2 separate regions of the Macaca mulatta genome follow, and region 1 is linked to region 2. The links are chromatin contacts, called in public Hi-C maps. All regions are on one chromosome and are shown on one strand. Each heading gives the region's core, a stretch centred on a gene start, on an enhancer-like site or on the middle of the called end of the contact. The rest is flanking DNA. Distances are from core to core; before and after follow the strand shown.

Region 1 (5,241 bases), core at 2,645-5,144, 370 kb after region 2:
TTTATGAGAACGTGGTAGTTCTTTTTAATAGTTAAGGATTAAATAGGTCTGTAATACTATTTGAACCTTGAGCAGTTTTGAGTCCAACTTAGGCACAGAATTTCAAATAGGTCTATAAGTCTGATTAAGCCACCCTTGATGCAAAAGTAGGCTACAAATTGGCTCAGAGTTTCCTTACTGCTAAGTGTAACACACTATTGGTCCATGATTCATACTCTCCACATAAAAAAGCAAAATGGCTGGGCGTGGTAGCTCATGCGTGTAATCCCAGCACTTTAGGAGGCTGAGGTGGGTGGACTGCCTGAGCTCAGGAGTTTGAGACCAGCCTGGGCAATATGGTGAAACCCCATCTCTACTAAAAATACAAAAAATTAGCTGGCCATGGTGGCATACGCCTGTAGTCCCAGCTACCAAGCCAAGATCATGCCACTGCACTCCAGCCTGGGCGACAGAGCAAGTCTCCGTCAAAAAAAAAAAAAAAAATTAATTAATTAAAAAAAAAATAAAAGAAAAGCAAAACAACTTGTTCAGGGGAAACACAACTATTCTTCTTACCGAGACTTCAGCAAAATCCCTCTCATATGAGAACACCCTTAAGTACAATAAGGAATTTCATGATGCTTTTCCACCTAAATACCTCTAAGTGAAGGCAGTCGTGAACACACACACACACACACACACACACACACACACACACACACAGACACACACAGCAGCATTCCTAAGGTTTGGTTTAACCCAAAGACAGGACGTAGAAGGCCCTACCCATAGAGATTCTGATTCTCTAGCTATGGAGTGGGGGCCTAGAATCTATATTCTAAATAAGTATTTTAGGTAATTCTTATAAATAGTAACTAGAACAGTGATCTGTGACAAGAGATACCATATCATCACAATCACTGGGAAACTCTTTGAAACTATACATGTCCCTGCACTACCTTAGAACTAATACATCATCTTCTCCAGAAGCAGAACAAAAGAATATGGGGAAATAATGTTGTTCAGGCAATCCTGAAACACATCCTGGTTAGGTAGTCAGATTTAGGGGAATGAAAACATATCCTTCAAACCAATCCTTAGCTAACAAATATTCTAGGTGTCTAAGTGAATGGTCCCAATGCTTGAATAGATATTTAAATTTTCTACGTTTTCTGAGCTGATGACATCCTCCTATGAAAGTTGAAACCTAAAATGAAAACCATGTCTTTTCTCTTTCTGTCTCTTTAGCAATGAGTAAAGGCATAATCCACAGGTAGGCTCAAATAGACCTTAGAAAACATTCTATCTCCAAGATAAATAAGTGATCCCCAAAGTTTCCGAAGTTCTGTGCCAGAGAATGTGGCTGAAATAAAGTAACAGGTATACATTTAAATCCGAATGCCCACTTTGGCCATTAAAAGAAAAATCACAAGCCAAGAATATCTACTTAAAGCATTAGCTTTCAAGTGGATCTACCAAGATGAACTAGTTGTAAAGTGTACTCCAATAAAATAAGTTGATCTGTTACACGGTTGTTATGAGCCTGTTAAACTGGAGGATATCTGCCAATCAAAAAAGGCAACCCGAAGTTTAAAGAGCTGATCTTAAGCCTTCATTTGTCAAGTAATGAGACTACATGACTACTTTTGCTTAGAACCACTTCTAATTAATGACAATAAAATTATGACATTACCATAAAATGCTTATTTTTCTGTATTCTATTAATGTATATTTATCATGTAATATTTGGGGAGGCAGAGGGAATAGAGGAAAATGTTTTTAGTCACATTAGAAATCTTTACAAGAGGGGCCTGGTGTGGTGACTCGTGCCTGTAATCTCAGCACTTTGGGAGGCCAAGGTGGGTGGATCACTTGAGGTCAGGAGTTCCAGACCAGCCTGGCCAACATAGTGAAACTCTGTCTCTAATAAAAATACAAAAATTAGCTGGGTGTGGTGGCGCATGCCTGTAATCCCAGCTACTTGGGAGGCTGAGGCAGGAGAATCGCTTGAACCCAGGGGGCAGAGGTTGCAGTGAGCTGAGATCACGCCACTGCACTCCAGCCTAAGGACAGCCAGACTCTGTCTCAAAAAAAAGGCTGGGCATGGTGGCTCATGTCCATAATTCCAGCACTTTGGGAGGCTGAGGAGGGCGGGTCACCTGATCTCAGGAGTTCAAGACTGGCCTGGCCAACTTGGTGAAAACTCGTCTACTAAAAATACAAAAATTAGCTGTGCATGGTGGTGGGTGCCTGTACTCCCAGCTACTGGAGAGGCTGACGCAGGAGAATCGCTTGATCTGGGAGGCAGAGGTTGCAGTGTGCTGAGATGACGCCACCGCACTCTCCAGACTGGGTGAGAGTGAGACTGTCTCAAAAACAAAACAGAACAAACCAGAAATCATTACAAGATCTGTTAAGAGGCCATTTCCTATCCACCTTGACTATGTCTCTCAAGTATATTTTAATTTAAAATTTATCTGTTTTGAACAAAAGTTTTAGGAAAATCAATTTATGGTATTCTTCTCCATCCCCCTGAAAAAGGGAGAATAAGTGGCAAGAATTTTCCAGAGCCTCAAAGATGAACTTACTGCCCAAGAGGCTTGTTTTAGAATCTCACAATTTGTACTTGCGCTTTTTGTGGTATTTAGGAATTACAATATCCTAAAAAATGTAAACATTAAAAAGCATCATCATCATAATGAGATATTGTTAAACAGGCATGATAATGGTATTGTGGTTGTGTTTTTAAAAAGTCCTCATGTGTTCGACACGATTACTTACAAGTGAAATAAGATGTCTGGGATTCCTTTGAAATACTATACTTCAGCACACTCACAAACATGCACAAAGCGGGGTGGAGATAAAAGAAATGACTGGCCTTAAGTTGGTAACTCTTGAAGCTGGATGATGGGTACACATCATTACACCATTCGATTTTTATGTATTTCGGAAACTTTCCATAATAAAAAAAGCATTATCTTAAGATAGATAGATATCACTCATTTTAAGAATGATTCTTTTGAGAGATTATCTTCAGAGGCTTAATGAAAGATCTGATATCACAAAGTAAAATGTTTTGGCAAGTTTATGAAGGGTAGATATGAAAAAGTATTACAATTGAGAAAAATCAGTTAAAAGTGAACACTCACAAAACATTTAGGGAATGCTAATACACACACACACACACACACACACATATATATATATTCATTCCAGCAGTGAAAACACCAAAGTGCAGTTGTAAACCTGAAACTCCAAACCAAATACAATTCAACTTCTATCCAGCCACTGAGTATGCAAGATCATGGTAGGCGCAGGTGTTTGGGGAGGCAGAGCATTTAAGCATTACATTTTGCAGTTAAAATTAATAGCCAGGAGAAAGGGGGCAGGAACTTGGTGGCTGGGCAGACGCTCCAGGGGCAAACGCCTGGGATCGTGGCTTTGTCACTTACAGGCTGGGACCTTTCCAAGCTTCAGTTCCTCCAGAGGGGATAACAGTACCTACCTTACGGGGTTGTTGGGAGGTTTAATTATAAGAATGCATGCAAATAACAAGCAGCTCTTAATTGATAGGACCTGATGGTGTTACTGTTAAGGACGGAGATTTTTACACCCTCCAGGGTGAGATAGGAACGCCAGCGGCTAGGAAAAAAAAAAAAGAAAAAGACTCAGTGCTGTCTCCGCCCGCCCGTCTCCGAGCCTGAGGCGCAGGCCCATGGGATGCTCGGGCTTCTTTTAGGCGCCTGTTTCAGGCTCCAGTTCCGCTCTCCGCTCAGCCTAGGGTCCAGCCTCTGGCCGTCAGAACCAGTAGAGACGGCGATTCCTCAGGTCTGACCCCCCAGCAGGAATCTGCGGTGCGCCTGCAGAGACGAGCATCCGCAACAACCTCCGCCTCAGCCAGGCCCGAGTTCCATCCGGGTTCTCCAGGGTGCTTCCCGCCCGTAAACTGGGCGAGGCGTCTCCCACACGCAGGCGCAGTAGCAAAGGGCTGTGGGATGGGCTGGCGGGCTTGAGTACTGAGCATGCGCGCTGGCCCTCCCCCTTTCTTTGAGGTTGTGTACGTGGAACACAAAATCGTTTGTTTATTGTGTCTGCCAGAGAGGATGAACCGTACAATTTCAGGAATGGAAGGGGCTACAAACTACACATAGTTCTTTTTAACATGCAGAGCACTGAAACTTTTATATTGTGTTGGGCTTTGAGCTTGGAGATGATAAAACGCTTGATAATTACCATGTTCCATGTGGAATAAATGAGAGAAAAAGAGAAGGAAGCTCATTGTAATCTCAGATTAGACATTTCAGCAGTGGAGGATGAGCTTCCATAGCTTGTGTACTGTTGTCCATGCAGGGTGATCCCCCCGCCTTTCCTTAAGTGGGAACATGGGGATGAATTTCCTTATCATCATCCATCTCAGAGGAAAGATTTTTATTTAAAATTCTTTCAACAACATGATTTCAAAGAAATAAACCCATATTAGAGAGGTTTTAGGGAAAAATCCCAAGTAGAGACTAGGAAACGTTGTTGAAAGAAGTAAACCGGAATATAGCCCTTTCCTGTTTGGGGGTCTTTCCAGAATTCTTATAAACTTAAATGAGTTTACTCATTTTTGTACAATATTGTTAGAAGCATTCTATAAGGCTAGTGTGTGTGAGGAGTGGTGGGGCGTCAAAGAACGTGGGCCAGATACATCATTTTCAGGTGCTGAGGGTGAGCCTGGTAAATATTGAGGGGCTGCATAAGTTTTTGTGGATGCAAGAAACTGCTATAAGACCAGCCTTGTTGGTCAAGAAACTAGGGCCTTAAATACTAGAGAAGGGGATAGGCTTCAGAATCCGAGACAGCTAGCTTCATGTCCTGACTCCAATACTTACAACGGTTAGGATTTGTGCAGATTACTTGGAGTTAATTCCATGTGCTTTTTGTAAAATTGATAGATCATCCATTACCCCATGAAGTTCTTTTGAGGAAGGAGGTAACATTATGACAATTACAGTACATAATTCTCGAAAAGGCAGCTATAATTGAGATAATAAAATCAAAGCTCAATCTGAATAATGTCCTAGGCATTACGATTTTGAGACAGGGTCTCATTCTGTTGCCCAGGCTGGAGTGCAGTGGTGCAATCTCTGCTCACTGCAACCTCCACCTCCCGGGTTCAAGCAATTCTCATGCCTCAGCCTCCTGAGTAGCTGGGATTATAGGTGTGTGCCACCATGCCCAACTAATTTTTGTATTTTTAATAGAGATGGGGTTCCGCTA
Region 2 (4,876 bases), core at 170-2,669:
TACAGGCATGCGCCACCACATCCAGCTGCTTTTTTTTTTTTTTTTTTTTTTGTATTTTTAGTAGAGACGGGGTTTCACCATGTTGGTGAGAATGGTCTCGATCTCTTGACCTCATGATCCGCCCTAGTCTCCCAAAGTACTGGAATTACAGGCGTGAGCCACCATGCCCAGCCGAGCTCTACCTGCTTTCTAAGCCCATTCTTTAAGCTTCCCATTGATTCTGTGAGCGCTGATGTCTTTCCAGTGAGCCTGCCCCCTAAAGTTTTTTGCTTAAGATAGTCTTTTGCTTGCATCCAATAACCCTAATCAATACAGTAGAGATCATTACAATCCAAGCATCTTTCTTATGGGTAGTACTAGGTAAATATGGCCATGTTCTTATATTTTATTTTTTTCTGAATTCCTTTAGAATAGCCCTTCCCTCAGATACATTATATCTTAAAATGAATTTTTATGTGTATCTGCTATGTGTCTGGCACATAGTACGTACCATAAAAATTAGATTCACTCTATACTTACCTTTTAGTTTCTTCATTGAGATTCGTCAAGTGCTGTGTTTAATCCGCAGTGTAATAAGAAGACATTTGGGAAATACCCAGTCTCATCAATAGCATATTGACAAATCTTTTCCAGAGAAAGAATATTTTTACTTTGGTTCCTGTATTAGTCCGTTTTCACACTGCTATTAAGAATTGCCTGAGACTGGGTGATTTATAAACAAAAGAGGTTGAATTGACTCACAGTTCCACATGACTGCAAAGGCCTCAGGAAACTTACAATCATGGAGGAAAGTGAAGGGGAAGCTGATGGTTTTAAAGTGTGGCACTTGAAAAATCAGTTCTCATGAGAGTGAACTCACTATCATGCGAACAACATGGGAGAACCCCGCCATGATCCAGGGTCCATCCCTCGACCCGTGGGGATATTTGGGTAGGGACACAGACCATATCAGTTCCTAATGCTAAAAAGACCAGTTGTTTAGGTTCCAGGCTTCTCTTGTGCATGAAATACCCTGCTCACTGTATTTCCTCCCTTTGAGATTACTTAGTCAGAAGCTTCAAGAAGGAAGATAGAACTCAGCACAGTGGTGTGCACCTATAGTCCCACCTACTCAGGAAGCTGAGGCAGGAGGATCACTTGAGCCCAAGAGTTCAAGGTTATAGTGTGTGTTGATCACATCTGTGAATAGCCACTGCACTCTAGCCTGGGCAACATAGCGAGACCCTATCTCTTTAAAAAATAAAAAGGGGGGACTTTGGGAGGATTCTCTGTTTTTGGGGGTTTTGTTGTTTTTATTTTAAAGCACTGTCAAAAGGTGGCAGGCAGGCAGACTCTTCTGGTTTGGCTTGTGCCAGTTATATTGTTAAGATGTTCCAGAAGAAAGTGCACACGCTCAGCATGCGCCTACTTGGCTTTGGAGGAAAATATTCTCTCAGCCTTTGTATATGATGAGTTTTTGGCCATCTGTGTGAGTTTCTGTGTTGTTTGAATAAGCTAAGAAAAGACAGACTAATTTATTTAGGTTTCTTCACATTTTCCTGTGTTAACCTGCTAACAGTATACTGCCCTAACCCTACAGACATGGCTTGTCCCCGCGAATGTGCTCTCCTAGCATACTGTGTCTCCTTCATGACACAAACCATGAAGGGTTCTTATATTTATAAGGATTAAAGTACTTATTTCACAGAAAATAATAGCTTATTTTTTATTGAGCCCTTATTTGCTAGTCACTGTATGAGCAGCTTTACATATATTATTACATTAATCCATTAAACAGTAGTCCATAATACTATTAAGGCTTCATTTTTTAAATGAAGAGACTAAGGCTCAGAAAGATTCTGAAACTTGTCCAAGGTCACATAACTAGTAAGTACTGGAAGCTAGAATTTGAATTTACACTGGTATGTACACCAGTGGGTATGTTATTTAGTTTCATTTCTGAGTAAGTAGAAATTAAGTGATACTATAATTATCATTCCGTGCAAAAGCCAGAAACATAGAAAGCAAGGGACATGCCAAGAAAACCTACGTTTTTTTGTTTTAAACATCAAGAATGAAATTGATGGTCATGTGTTTTTTTTTCCTCTAACACTGTACAAGGTTTTAGTGAAACCGATCCAGTTCTCAAAAGTCAGACTGTTGCCTATTAAATAGGCTTGTGTGTAAAGAAAGCTCACCTTTTTGTTCACTTATAATAATATTGTGAGAAATTATGTAATTCTCCGATCTCTTTCAGAAAAGAAGAGAAGAGAGCACTAGACTAAAGGAGGAGGGAAATGAACAGTTTAAGAAAGGAGGTAAGATAACTTTCAGCACTGATAATCTGGTCATCTTGACTCTTCATCCTGTTATAGAGTCTGTGAAGAAATCCCAAAGAACATTTGAAGAAACCCCAAAACCAAACTTCACAATACAGTGTTCCTTCCCAGTACCTTGGCATTTTGGATTTTTAACCAGGCCAAATTATTCATCTGATGGTGACAAGTTACCATTTGTCTCTTGGCACATGCATGGTCCTTCTGTAATCCACTATCCGTTAATCTAGAATCAAGGGTGAAACTCTTGAGCTCATGCTTTGGAAAACACTAACCTGGAATGTTAAAAGGTTATGTGCTGCATTGCTGTAAAAGCAGAGTCCCCGCTCCTCACCTGCTGTGGGGCTGTAAAAGCAGGCCTGACTGCTCTGGTACGGCCTAGGGCTGCCTGTCCTTTGGTTGCTCCTGCTTGCTTTCTTTTTTTAAATTCTCCAAACTGCTTCAGAAGGGTTGCTCTTTCATGTGCCATTTTCTTTGGATGCCTTAAGTAGAGAGATTCTTCATGTCCTGCGTTTTCTACATTTGCTTAGAAATAAGTTGGTGGGGTTCATTCTGATAATTTGGGGTAACTAGTTGATCTTAGAGCAAAAGTCTTCTGTCACATCTCAAAGTATATATCCATCAGAAATCTAGGTGTGTTAAGATTTTTCCCCAGTTATTTTCAGGTTTTTTATTTTTTTCTTTTTTTCCCCAAAAGTTACCCTATTATCTGATTTCAGATTTTAATTTTTTTTCTTCTATTTCCTGGTTTAGTAATCATTAATATTTTTTTCTAATAGAATAAATACTTCTAATTTTGAAAGCATATTTTTTGTATGTTAATATTAAATATTTCAAACCTGAGAAAGGAGTACATAGGCAATTTTCTGTTAGTATCCTGACCATAATTCTCTTTTTCGCCATTTTCTCTTTTAAGGTCTTGATTTAAATATTGATTTTTACATTGTTCCTTTTAGCTCTATCAAATGTCTCTCTTCAAACATTTCACAGATGCCGTTTTAGCCAGGTTGACTGTATGAAAGCACAACAGATTTAATTAAAACAAATATACTTTTTTTCTTTATCTCAGGCCATGGATCCCAGAGTTTAGTCTCTTTCCTCTCTCTAGTTCTCTAACCTCCTTTGAAAACTCCTTTCTGAATTGCCCAGCCAAATGAAAACTGAATATTGAGGGAATGCCAGGACTCCTGAGTATTGAGGGCTTGTCGCTGACAGCATGTTCAGCTGTCAGTTCACCAAGCACAGTCTGTGAGGTTGGCACAAGTGAGCACTGTTCCTTTAAAGAGAGAAGAAAGGAGGAAGTGATTTTTACTGCCCCGGACTTAATAGACTATGACCATCTTTTAACTCGAAACCTTCATCCTATGAATGGAAAACAGTGCTTCTGAGATCCTGCGGAATATAGTAGTATCAGGAATAAAATCATAATGACCACACATCCTTTATCTTATCATCCTCAGATTATATAGAAGCTGAAAGTTCTTACAGTCGAGCCCTTGAAATGTGCCCATGCTGCTTCCAAAAGGAGAGGTCGATTCTGTTTTCAAATAGAGCTGCAGCAAGGATGAAACAGGTATGTATCTTTGACCTTTTCTTTTTAAAAAGCACATGGACTTGCAGTCTTTTCATACCATAGTTTCTCTCCAAAAACTAGCATAGAGGTTGCTGCCTCCCTTTTCCTGCCCGTATATGTTCCTGATGTAAAGGCCACAGGGAGAATAGAAAATCTTTTGAAAAACTTGAGTGAGATTACTGTTAACATTCCCCGTTAAAGTAGCTGAGTGAATACTTTCATGGAAGGAGGGCTGGCAAGTTTTTTGCTAAACTAGGGCAGGTTAATGAAGCAGTGAACCAAGCAGTGCATGTCCTAGAATAGCTCTAGATCCTTATTTTAGGCCTCTGGAATTCTAGATAAACATGCAAAGGCACAGGGAAACACCAGTGAAAACTCTGGGCTTTAAAGCATCTTTAAAGATGGTTATTCCTAGGATTCTGACTTTTCTGTTCAAAGTATGGACACTTGGAGAAATCTCCAACAGTTGGGATAAAAGGTACCCCTAAATGCAAAATAGGTGTCAAGGAACTTTAAAGACATTTTGTATTTCCAAAGGATTGAGAACCTAGTATAACAAGGTGAGTGTGGAATAAGTGAGAGTACAAATATATTTGTTTTATACCGTGATGGTATTAAAAGTTAGATTTGGGCCAGGCACAGTGGCTCATGCTTGTAATTCCAGCACTTTGGGAGGCCGAGGCGGGCGAATCACGTAAGGTCAGGAGTTCGAGACCAGCCTGACCAACATGGTCAAACCCCATCTCTACTAAAAATACAAAAATTAGCCAGGCATGGTGGTGAGCCTGTAATCCCATCTACTCAGGAAGCTGAGGCAGGAGAATCTCTTGAACCCTAGAGGCGGAGGTTGCAGTGCACTGCACTCCAGCCTGGGCGACAAGAGTGAAACTCCGTCTCAAAAAATAAGTTAGATTTGTTTCTGATTTGTCTGATTTTCCTATTTAGTCTTCATAATCGTTGGATTGAAATGGGAGTGGTTTGTTTTTTT

What was found. A called contact is a pair of places that touch in the nucleus more often than the background predicts.
Region 1: a contact with region 2 is called in a Hi-C map of fetal cortical plate, with 2.0 times the contacts expected there. The contact joins the promoter of FAM200C here to the enhancer-like site in region 2. A contact is called at or near these places in 2 of 14 Hi-C or Micro-C datasets (fetal cortical plate and fibroblasts).

The regions. Positions count from the first base shown.
Region 1 is chr6:169,254,077-169,259,317 of T2T-MMU8v2.0, forward strand. It overlaps FAM200C (family with sequence similarity 200 member C), which reads right to left and starts at 3,895. Exons shown (of 2, transcript XM_001084430.5): 1 at 3,485-3,895.
Region 2 is chr6:168,891,457-168,896,332 of T2T-MMU8v2.0, forward strand. It overlaps TTC1 (tetratricopeptide repeat domain 1), which reads left to right. Exons shown (of 7, transcript NM_001266114.1): 2 at 2,237-2,297; 3 at 3,776-3,888. Among named protein-coding and RNA genes, the nearest start is that of TTC1, 24 kb to the left of the region's middle. Within about 2 kb of position 1,420, at least 1 of the 40 cell types and tissues checked has an H3K27ac peak or open chromatin away from gene starts, as enhancers often do. A contact at or near this core is called in fetal cortical plate, where this site is marked.